Linked DNA regions of Rattus norvegicus: region 1 is linked to region 2. A link is a contact called in public Hi-C data. All regions are on one chromosome and are shown on one strand. Each heading gives the region's core, a stretch centred on a gene start, on an enhancer-like site or on the middle of the called end of the contact. The rest is flanking DNA. Distances are from core to core; before and after follow the strand shown.

Region 1 (4,838 bases), core at 376-2,875, 71 kb before region 2:
TTAAGGCTGGAGGCTGATCTTGCTGGCACAGACCTTTAATACTAGCACTGAGGACTAAGGCCAAAGAGACCAGCTTGGGGCTATATTATGAGACTACCTCAAAAAAATCTTAAATAAGTAAATAATTGTATTATTGGTAGCAAGACCATCTGATGCCATTTCTTCTTTTTATACACGTTAGATCAGCTGAACAGTGAACTCACTCTAAAACCAACGTTCCAAACTCTAGCATTACTGGCAGACATGTGTTACCAGGCCAGCTTGTATTGGATTGCTTGGTTTGTTTTTGTTTTTTTGTTTTTGTTTTGATTGTTTTCGTGCTTGCTTCCTGAGAGAGGAAGAGGTCTCATTCTTTAGTTCAGATGGACTTTAAACGCATAGCCTACCTCCTGCCTCGGTTTTTCAATATCTGGGTTTGTAGGCCTAGGCCACCACGTTAATCCTATTTTCTTGAATTTGCCTTTGTGTGATTTCTGTTCTCTATTAGATGTTATTAAATGTTATTTATTTAATGTGTGAGTCCAAATCGTTCTCTCCCTCGGGTCTGGGGGTGTGGTGAAAGCGCTTGAGTATCATGACGCAGGTGTGGAGGAAGGTCAGAGAACAGTTTTGGGGAGTCTGTTCTTTCTTTCCACCATGTGCTAGTCTGGAATCAAACGGAGGTTGTCTGCTTGGGAAAAGTGCCTTTTCCCGCCAAGCCGCCTCTCCAGCCCTGTTCCTGACGCCGATGCTTTGTTTTATCATTTGCTTGAAAGAGTAAAACAGCCTTCAAACTCTCCAGAGATCCGTAACATGCACAGAATTATACATTATCAGACAACTTTTCCTTACCCTTCTTGTCTGTACAGACACGGAAAGTACATGCCTAGGAAGGAAGGAAGCAGAGGTACATGGCGGGAAAGGGAATAAAGTGTAAGAGAGAAGAAACTCCCACTTGAAGACGACAAAGAGGGCACTGACCACACATGGGCGAGATAAAGGGTCTTTTGTTTTTGTTTTTGTTTTTCTTAGAAGATATCACATTTTTTCCTTTGCTCTTGCTCACGATGGAGTGGAGTTAATCTTCATCTTTCTCCCGAGAAGGCACAAAATGAACCATCTTAAACTCAGAAGGGAAAAAAAAAAAAAAACCAACACCATCTGTTGCTGCGCTGAAGCGTTGTAGTGGGGGAGGGGACAAGCCAGTTGTTAACCCGGAAAGCACTCAGGCGCTCAGTTCCCCACTCTGCCTTCTGCCTAGAAGCTAGAAGAGAGGTCCAACTAGAGGGGGGAGGATTCCTTTCCCGGAGGTTTGGATTATTAGCCATTGTACGTGGGTGCGCTGGATTACAACCCAGAGTACGTGGGGAAAGACGTAGGTGGCACTTTACCGAAACGAGATACGTCAAGCTGCTTCAGTGCTGCTAAGGAAAGGATTTCCCTCTCCTTCAATCCCTATCAGTATCATCTGATGGTTTTTTATTTGTTAAACTATCGTCAGATTAACCATACATGTAAAAAAAAATAGCCTTAAAAACAAGGCGCGGCTCGTCATTATCCCAATCACGCATGACTTTGATCGTTTCAGAAAAGGAAATAAAATATTTAAAACCCCACAGGTCTTTATCTGGGCTGTGCGTCTGAACATGCAGCGGCCCCTTGGAACCGAGCTGTGCTGGAGCAGAGAAAGGCTGTGGGTGCGGAGGGACCGCTGGCTTCGTGGCGATGTCGGGCAAACAGCAGGTCAATCTCATCCAGGCGTTAATGAAGGAGAGGGAGGGCAGGCGTCCACTGACAGAAAACAAACCTTCAGCCCCCACAGCCAAAGTCTCTCTGGGCTGTCCCCGTGCTTCAGGGTGACCCACAATGACAAAGCCCACGGGAGCAGTTTACGCATTCGCTTCGAGCATCGTCCTAACCGTGAATTTTTGCAGAGACGGTGAGACGTGGCCACCCTGGCTGTCGCCGCGACTCCCCCAACTCCTCGCGGAGTGATGCCTCGCGGCCGTGGTACTAGACGCCGCCGGAAGATGGCGCACGAAGCTACCGACTCAATCGAGGGTACCGAGAGCTACTTTGGACTAGGTGGCGGAAGAGGGATTTTGATTCATTAAAAAACATAAATTGTACTTGATGAACAATAATAAAAATAAAAAAAACTGACAACTAGATTCCACAGAGATGAGTTTTTAAATCCCTGAAATCAATTTATTTAAAATTATTTAATTTAATTTACTAAATTTCGGTAACTGCTATGTAATGGTGCATGCCGGGCTGTTAGGTTTTATAGCATCTAAATGCTTCTCTTTACGCTGATTGCTGCAGTTGCACAGTCGCCAGAGAACTCTGTCCCCATCTCCAAGCTGTGTAAACAAATTGAGGCGAGAATAATTACACACTGAGAGAAAGGCTCAAGGAAAACCCATGGAAACCAGAGAGAGCCCCAGCCACAAAATACCACCTTAAAAGGGCTCAAAGATCAGTGCTGGTGACTTTACTAAAATCAGCCAGGGGGGCCAATTCTAAACTAAGCAGTGCCCGGGTGCTTCTTAGAGCAGGATCTTCCTTTCAGTAAAATAAAATCCATAGCCACGCGGACATTACACCTTACATTGTTTACGTTAATGAGCGTACATTTCTAGTTTCCCAGCTAGAAAATTCGTGCCCAGAAAAATCTAGAAACTTTGCTCCTCCTTTGAGCTAGGAATGATTTCTGCAACCAAATATTAGTCGTTTCATAAAAGGAACCTTCCCATTCTCCTTTGTGAAGTTCCAACGTGCACATCATGTTGGCGTGCATGGCTATGTCTGATTTGCACACAGGAAGTTGCACACGAACATACTATTTTAAATCTGTGTGTGCATGCGCACGTGTGTGCAAATGCGGGTATACACGCTGTCTGCATGCTATGCGGCTCCATTGTTTTCGGCGTAACTGATTTTGGCACCAGCTCGTTAGCACTTTGGAAGGGCCTTCATTAGCACTGGGACAGTAGCCAAAAGGAATCCAGAAAAATCAACACATGGCTGCTCCTGTTCTCACGATAAACGACAGCTTTCCTGGAAAACAACAACATTCGAGAAGCAAAACAAAAACCCAAAGCAACAAGAGTAGCAACAACGAGAACACGGGAAGTCAGACATCAGCAACTAGGATTTTTTTTTTAAATTTTTAAATTTATCCACTTGTTCGGTTTTTACCATTCTGGATACTCTTGCACAATTAAAGATATAAATAACAGAAGCATATTAGGAACCCAAGGGGAAGAAACTAGGCTCCTGTCTCTTTGTAGTGGTGGTGGTGTGGGGGTGGGGGGTTTGAGGGGTGGGGGTTGCTAGGAAACAGCATGGCATTAGCTGCCTCACCAACCCCCAAACTGAAAGTGGTCCTCGGAAACTTCCAGGCCTAATCCACAGTTCTTTGGAACCTGACTTCTGACAAGAGCCCTTCTGGGAAAAGAGAATTCCCCTCTTTATGTGACTATCTCATCTTGAAACCGGTAGTAAGTAGGAAGTTGTTCAAGTACTTTGATAGCATTCTGGGAAAGCAGTGATAACTAAACTGGTGAAAACTGGTAGCAAACTATATAGCCCATTACACTAATATTGGACCTCACACTCATGCCGTAACAGGTAAACAAGACCTGACAGTGTAAAGAAAAGCAGTAACCAAACCATACAGGGCAGTTTCTCAAAGGGTTAATTCTTGGCAGGTCAGCTGCCAAAAGGAAACATGCTGGTCTTTTAAGACTGGAGGCTTTGCCCAGGAGACAGCCTTCCCACTGGGTCTCAAGAGAAGGCACTGGGCTTGGCCCCTCCTCGTTAGCCCTTTGCCCTCTCCTCTCTGCCCTCGGCTTCTGTTAGAGTTTCTCAATTGTTTGCACTGAACTTTCTTGAAATTTCTCAAGAAAGGGGGAGAGATGGAACGAGAAGGCAGTGAAATAAAGTGAAAAAGTGGGAAAAGTCTGTAGCGTGCATTAGTCGTGTGACCCATAACAAGAAAAAGAGACACATGAGCCAAGTGAAAGCCGTATCTACAGTGTCTGTCTACGGTGTCTACGGTGTCTACGGTGTCTACGGTGTCTACGGTGTCTGTCTACGGTGTCTGTCTACGGTGTCTACAGTGTCTGTCTACGGTGTCTACGGTGTCTACGGTGTCTACGGTGTCTACGGTGTCTACGGTGTCTACGGTGTCTACGGTGTCTACGGTGTCTACGCTGTCTACGGTGTCTACGGTGTCTACAATGTCTATGGTGTCTACGGTGTCTACAGTGTCTATGGTATCTACGCGATGGCGATGCTAAGGGTTCTGGGAAGTGTGGCTCTGGACAGATTCAAAATCCAGAAGCAGCAGGGTTGTGGGGTCTAGAAAAGAAGTCTCGGGTTCATTCAGTTGTTCCACAGGTATTCGTATCTTCTGAAATGACAGGCAGAAACATAAACAAGACATTTCCTTCTACACATTGAACGGTGCTACCATCTTGGCTGACTCAAACCTTGTTCAATGCACAGAATTAGAAAGACAGGGGCTACAAACCTGTGGACTGACAAGATCAAGCCCCAGAGTTGAGATTCTTAAAATGTGTGTGTGTGTGTGTGTGTGTGTGTGTATCTTATATTAGAATACGTGTCTGTGTGCCAATGTATATGTCTATATGTGAGTGTCCACGTTGTGTATGAGTATGCATGTCCTTGTGTCTGTCTATGAGTGTGTGTCTATGTGTGTATGTGATTGTGTGTCTCTGTGTGTGTTTCTGTTTTCTGAGTATGTGTGTTTGTGTGTCTGTCTGTGTATGTGTCTCTGTATGTGTCGGTGTCTGTGTATATGAGAGAGTGTGTGTGTGTGTGTGTGTGTGTGT
Region 2 (4,806 bases), core at 940-3,439:
GGTTACATCAAAGGAGGGTTAAATCTATACGTACAGAATAAAAAATAAAACCACGTAAGAGATGTTAGGAAACCCCACCGGAAAGACAAGACGTTCTCAGACTCGAGCTAGAAGAGAATAGGACTGTGGGACAGCTGACCGCAAATCTGTCTCCCAGCCGAGTAGACCCCCAAGTGAGGAAAGTAAAACTGCCAAATTAATAAAAGTGTAGAATTCCCCCTTTGGCATTAGAAGAACAGAAGCTAAACAATCGCTGATAAGACACTCTAAGCTTCCAAGTAAATAAATTCGGATCTCTTTCCAAAAGAAAAGAAAACACAAACTGGAGGTTAGGGGCGGGGCGGGGGTTGAGGGGTATATTAAAAAATTTAATAAAGGTGAGAATACACATTGAAGACATATATGTGGTATAGTGTGGTGTGTGGCGTGCCTGTACTGGTGGTGTGTGTGTGTGCGCGTACGCGCGTGTGTCTGTGTTCACATACGTGCGCAGATGTTTAGATGCCAAATCTCCAAATGTTACCCAGGATAGTCCGAAATTCTTGAACTTAAGGGTTGAGGAGACTGGGATGACAAAGCAGCTAGCCTCTAACCCTGGGGCTCAGGAGACAGAGAAAGAATGGGTCCCTGAAGCAAGCAAGCTTTAGACTCAGTGAGAAAAGCTGACTTAGGGAATAAAGGGGAGAGCAATTCACATAGACTCCCAACAGGAACCCCTGTGCATATATGTGTGTATACATATAGGCACACATATGCACAGCATACACATGTACATGGAAGAAACGTAGGCTCATAGAATCCTGCCTCGCTGAGTGATGGTATTACAGGCATGTGTCGATGAGCTGGTACAATACAAGCATTCTTTTGGATTTTCAACATAAAGAAGAAGAAAATAAGTACTCCTACGAAGTGGAATTTGTGTTCTCTAAAAATGAAAAAAACAAAAACAAAAAGAGAATCAAGCCGGAGAGTTGGTTCAGCAGGTGTTTGTCACCATGCCTGATGACCAGAGTTGGATCACTGGGACCCACATGATGTGTGGTGGATAGAATATGGCCCTCATAGCCCATAAGAAGTGGCACTATTGGGAGGTATAGCCTTGTTAAAGGAAGTGTGTCACTAGGGCTTTGAGGTTTTAGATGCTCAAGCCATAGCCAGTCTCTCTCTCTCTCTCTCTCTCTCTCTCTCTCTCTCTCTCTCTCTCTCTCTCTCTCTCTCCAGTCTTTAGATCCAGATGTAGAACACTCAGCTCCTCTCCAGCCCCATGCCTGCCTGCATGCTGCCATGCTTCCTGCCCTGATGATAACAGATGATACCTCTGAGCTGTGAGCCAGTCTAACTACAAGAGTTTACAAGGGTTGCTGTGGTCATGGTGTCTCTTCACAGCAATAGAAAAGAAACTAAGTCATTTAGAAAGAAAGAACCTACTCCTTCCTGCAAGACATCCCCTGACTTCTATCTACTCTAAGTATCGTGTCATGTACACACACACACACACACACACACACACACACACACACACACACACATGTAACACATAGGTATTTTGACCTGGACAGTAAGGCAGATTACTGATGAGACACCTGACAGCCAATGAACAAGTGACAAGTTGACAAGTGACTCTCCTTTCATCAGGAACAGAGGTCTATTTGTTCACATCCTTACGTCTGGGGAGGAAAGGAAAGGGAAGGGCTATGATTTCTCTGACAAGTCTGTTGGGCTCTATGTGGTACTGTGTCTTCTGCTGGCAGCTTCTGCTTTGTGCCCATTGGGAGTTGGTAGGGCGGGAAAGTGTGACTACATTGAGATGCCCAGGCTATGAAACACCCAAGCCAGATGAAGTGTTTCTTGGGAGCAAACATGGAGAGAGACAGACAGAGGCAGAAAGAGAAAGAGACAGAGACAGAGAACCAAGAAATATCAACCACGGTGGGGGAACAGGGACAGAGCAGGCTCTATGTCCCTGCGGCACCAGTGACCGTGTGATCAGGCACACCATTCAGCCAAGCTCATCAACAGCCCGATTCTAAAAGTCATATGCAAATAAAACTAGTTTCCCAGGCTTCAGAGTTCTGGGTCAGTCTGCAGTTGCAGAAATAATTATCTGCCAGGGGGTAGTCCACAGCCGTCTGGAGTGCTTCAAAGAAGCGGGTGGCAGTGAAGGCTGAATGTTGAAATTCCAAGCTCTCTCACTAATTCAGCTCCCAGAATGCTGGCATCCAGGATGCCACCACCCCCTGAGGCAGGAGACTGGCAGAGTCTCTACTGGAAAATCTGACCAGCTCTGGAGGAAACACCGAATGCAGCTGTCCTGGGGAATTCCCCTAAGCTACCGTGCCTGGAACCTTGACCCCACCCTTGGCAGCTAACTGCCCAAGCAACCAAGAATTACTACCTTTATAAAAGGGTGTAAGAAACCTAAAACATAGGGGGAGTGGTGAAAAAGAAAAAAATATTAAAACAACCACTATTTTTGAAGACAAGATACAGATAACACAACACCCACATGACAAGAGCAGGAGGCAATAAAAGAAAAAGAAGATTCACAAGAGCTTCGGGGCATTAAACATGCAGTGATACAAACCGAGCAGAAGAGTTAGGAAAAACGTTCCAGGAATGCTTTAAAGAAGAAAGCAAAAGACATAGGTGGGAAATCAAAAAGAAGGGATGGCTGGGGACCAGCGCAGAGCAATAACTATCTATTTCATCCGAACGCTAAAGATTTCCCAAGAGAAAAGATGAAGAAAAAAGTGGAGAAGAAATCACGGATCAAGTAGGTCAGGAGCATTCCCCAGAATTGGAAGTCATGACCCACAGCGAGTCACACCGTCATGAAAGTCCCTGCAGCGCCGAGAAAAAGGAAGAGGCTACCAGAGGAACAAGAAAGGACGGTTGCTGGAGAAAGTTCACATCCAAAGGACGTAAGTCAAGTGACAGGATTTCTCGGTGGCACAAAGGAGCTGTAAGACAATGGCTCGGTGGCTTCCAATTTCTGAATAATAGTTTCCATACTGGGCTCACCTCCTCAAACTGCTGTATCAGGGCGTGTGCAGAACTCTCAGACACATGAGGCTGCAGAAAAAGAAAAAAAAAATTATCCTCCCACGAACTTTTTTCAGGTCACTGCTGGAGAGGATGCTTCATTAAACAAAGGGGTTCAACAAGAACGAAGCCAGCCAGAGCCAGGAAAAAGGCTTTACCGCAGCAGAGCAATAAAAGGATTTCCAAGATGTCAGCGATGAGGGGCGTCAGCGTGACAGCTGCCGGGCCAGAGGAGCACTCCTCCTGGCCAGAGGACAGAGAATGCCACCTCAAGAGGAGATCCAGAACGCTGGCATGAAATCAAAGGTTGATAAATGCGTAGCAACCAAAAGGCCAAAAAAAACAAACACAACTCAGTCCAGTCCTGTCCTGGGAAAACACAACACGCACACCGGGGTGTGACTTTACATGGTTTGTCGCCTTAAGAATTGAGCTCAGATTCATTTTTTATAACACACCATATTCAACCTATGATTGCCCCAAATACTATTTCAATCCAATGTTAGTATAAAAGTTACTTGCGAGATATGTCTTTTTTTTTTCTCAGATGAAATACTTCAGTTCAGGGTACATCTGCATTTACAAGCCATCTCCGTTTGCCCACCCAGATTTCTTAGAAACACTTGATTCTGGCTGTACAGAACTTTCATTAAGTCCACCAGTGGGAGGCGATTTACATCACAAAGGTATTCCAAACAGTCTTAAAAAGTTGTCAAGTTTTCCAACTTAGTTGTAAAAGAATTAAAATTTAAACAGCATCAAGTAGTTTTACAGCCACCGGAGTAGGAGTTCAAGTGTATAGGAAGACTGTGAGGCTGCCAGCTGTTCCTGAGTCTCCGGGAAACTCATAAGACAGCATACACTAAATATTGAGCAAACGAAAGTACGATACAGACTAGACTAGGGAGATGGTGAAGGGGAAAAGTTCCTTGTCAAGGAAAGCAGTGAAAAGGAAGTTCTGGGCCCCTCATCCATGGGTAGCATCTGCTGTGATTTAAATCTGAAATGCCCCTCACAAGCTCATGTGTTAGGACACTAGGTCCCCTAGGTGTTCTAGGTGGCTCTTTCTGGGTAATCTAAAACCACCATGACCCATGACAGAACTGAGTCACCGTGGCAGGCCTGGAAGGTTACTGCCTGCCACCTCTGTTCCAACTGGAACTCTGTTTCGCCCAATAGACTGAAGTACACAGGGCTTCCAGCCAAGCTGCCAAGGCTTTCCTTGTCATCCCTTCCTCGCCACTATAGACTGGTGTCCCTTGAAAGCACAGGACAAAATAAGTCCTTCCTGTCCTAAGCCATTTCTGTCTGGGTGGTGGGTCAAAACAAGGAGAAAAGGAGTGGAGTTCCTTGAAACATACAACAAAAGTTGCATGACAATTCTACCCCAGGAAATAGAAATGCATATGTAAATACAAAAAGAATATTGAAACATAGCCCCAGTTGGCCCGCTCTGAGTAGGGTGAGATGGAAGGGTAAGGTCTACTTTCCTTTTTTTTTTGTGGAGATTTTAATATATTTATTTGAAAACCAATTTTGTGAAAGAGAACACTGAACATTCAGAATCTTCTTAACCAAAGACTCGGGACACAGGTTCCTTATGTCAGCGTAGGCAATGGTGTATGGATCGAGCGGGTCTCAGCGTGGGGTTCCCTCACGACATTTCAGTGTGTGCCAGGACAGTCATCTACAGCTGAGCAGGTGGGGTCCCTGGCCCTAGTCATGGATATACTCGAATGGCTCTGGGGGCTCTGGTTCCTGCTT

The links. A called contact is a pair of places that touch in the nucleus more often than the background predicts.
Region 1: a contact with region 2 is called in a Hi-C map of Schwann cells, with 4 times the contacts expected there. The contact joins the promoter of Lnc056 here to the enhancer-like site in region 2. A contact is called at or near these places in 5 of 12 Hi-C or Micro-C datasets (the A7r5 cell line, Schwann cells, frontal cortex and 2 more).

The regions. Positions count from the first base shown.
Region 1 is chr5:26,957,284-26,962,121 of GRCr8, reverse strand. It overlaps Lnc056 (long non-coding RNA 056), which reads left to right and starts at 1,625. Exons shown (of 2, transcript NR_126574.1): 1 at 1,625-1,722; 2 at 1,914-2,068.
Region 2 is chr5:26,886,649-26,891,454 of GRCr8, reverse strand. It overlaps the pseudogene Psmd1-ps1. Among named protein-coding and RNA genes, the nearest start is that of Lnc056, 71 kb to the left of the region's middle. Within about 2 kb of position 2,189, at least 29 of the 93 cell types and tissues checked have an H3K27ac peak or open chromatin away from gene starts, as enhancers often do.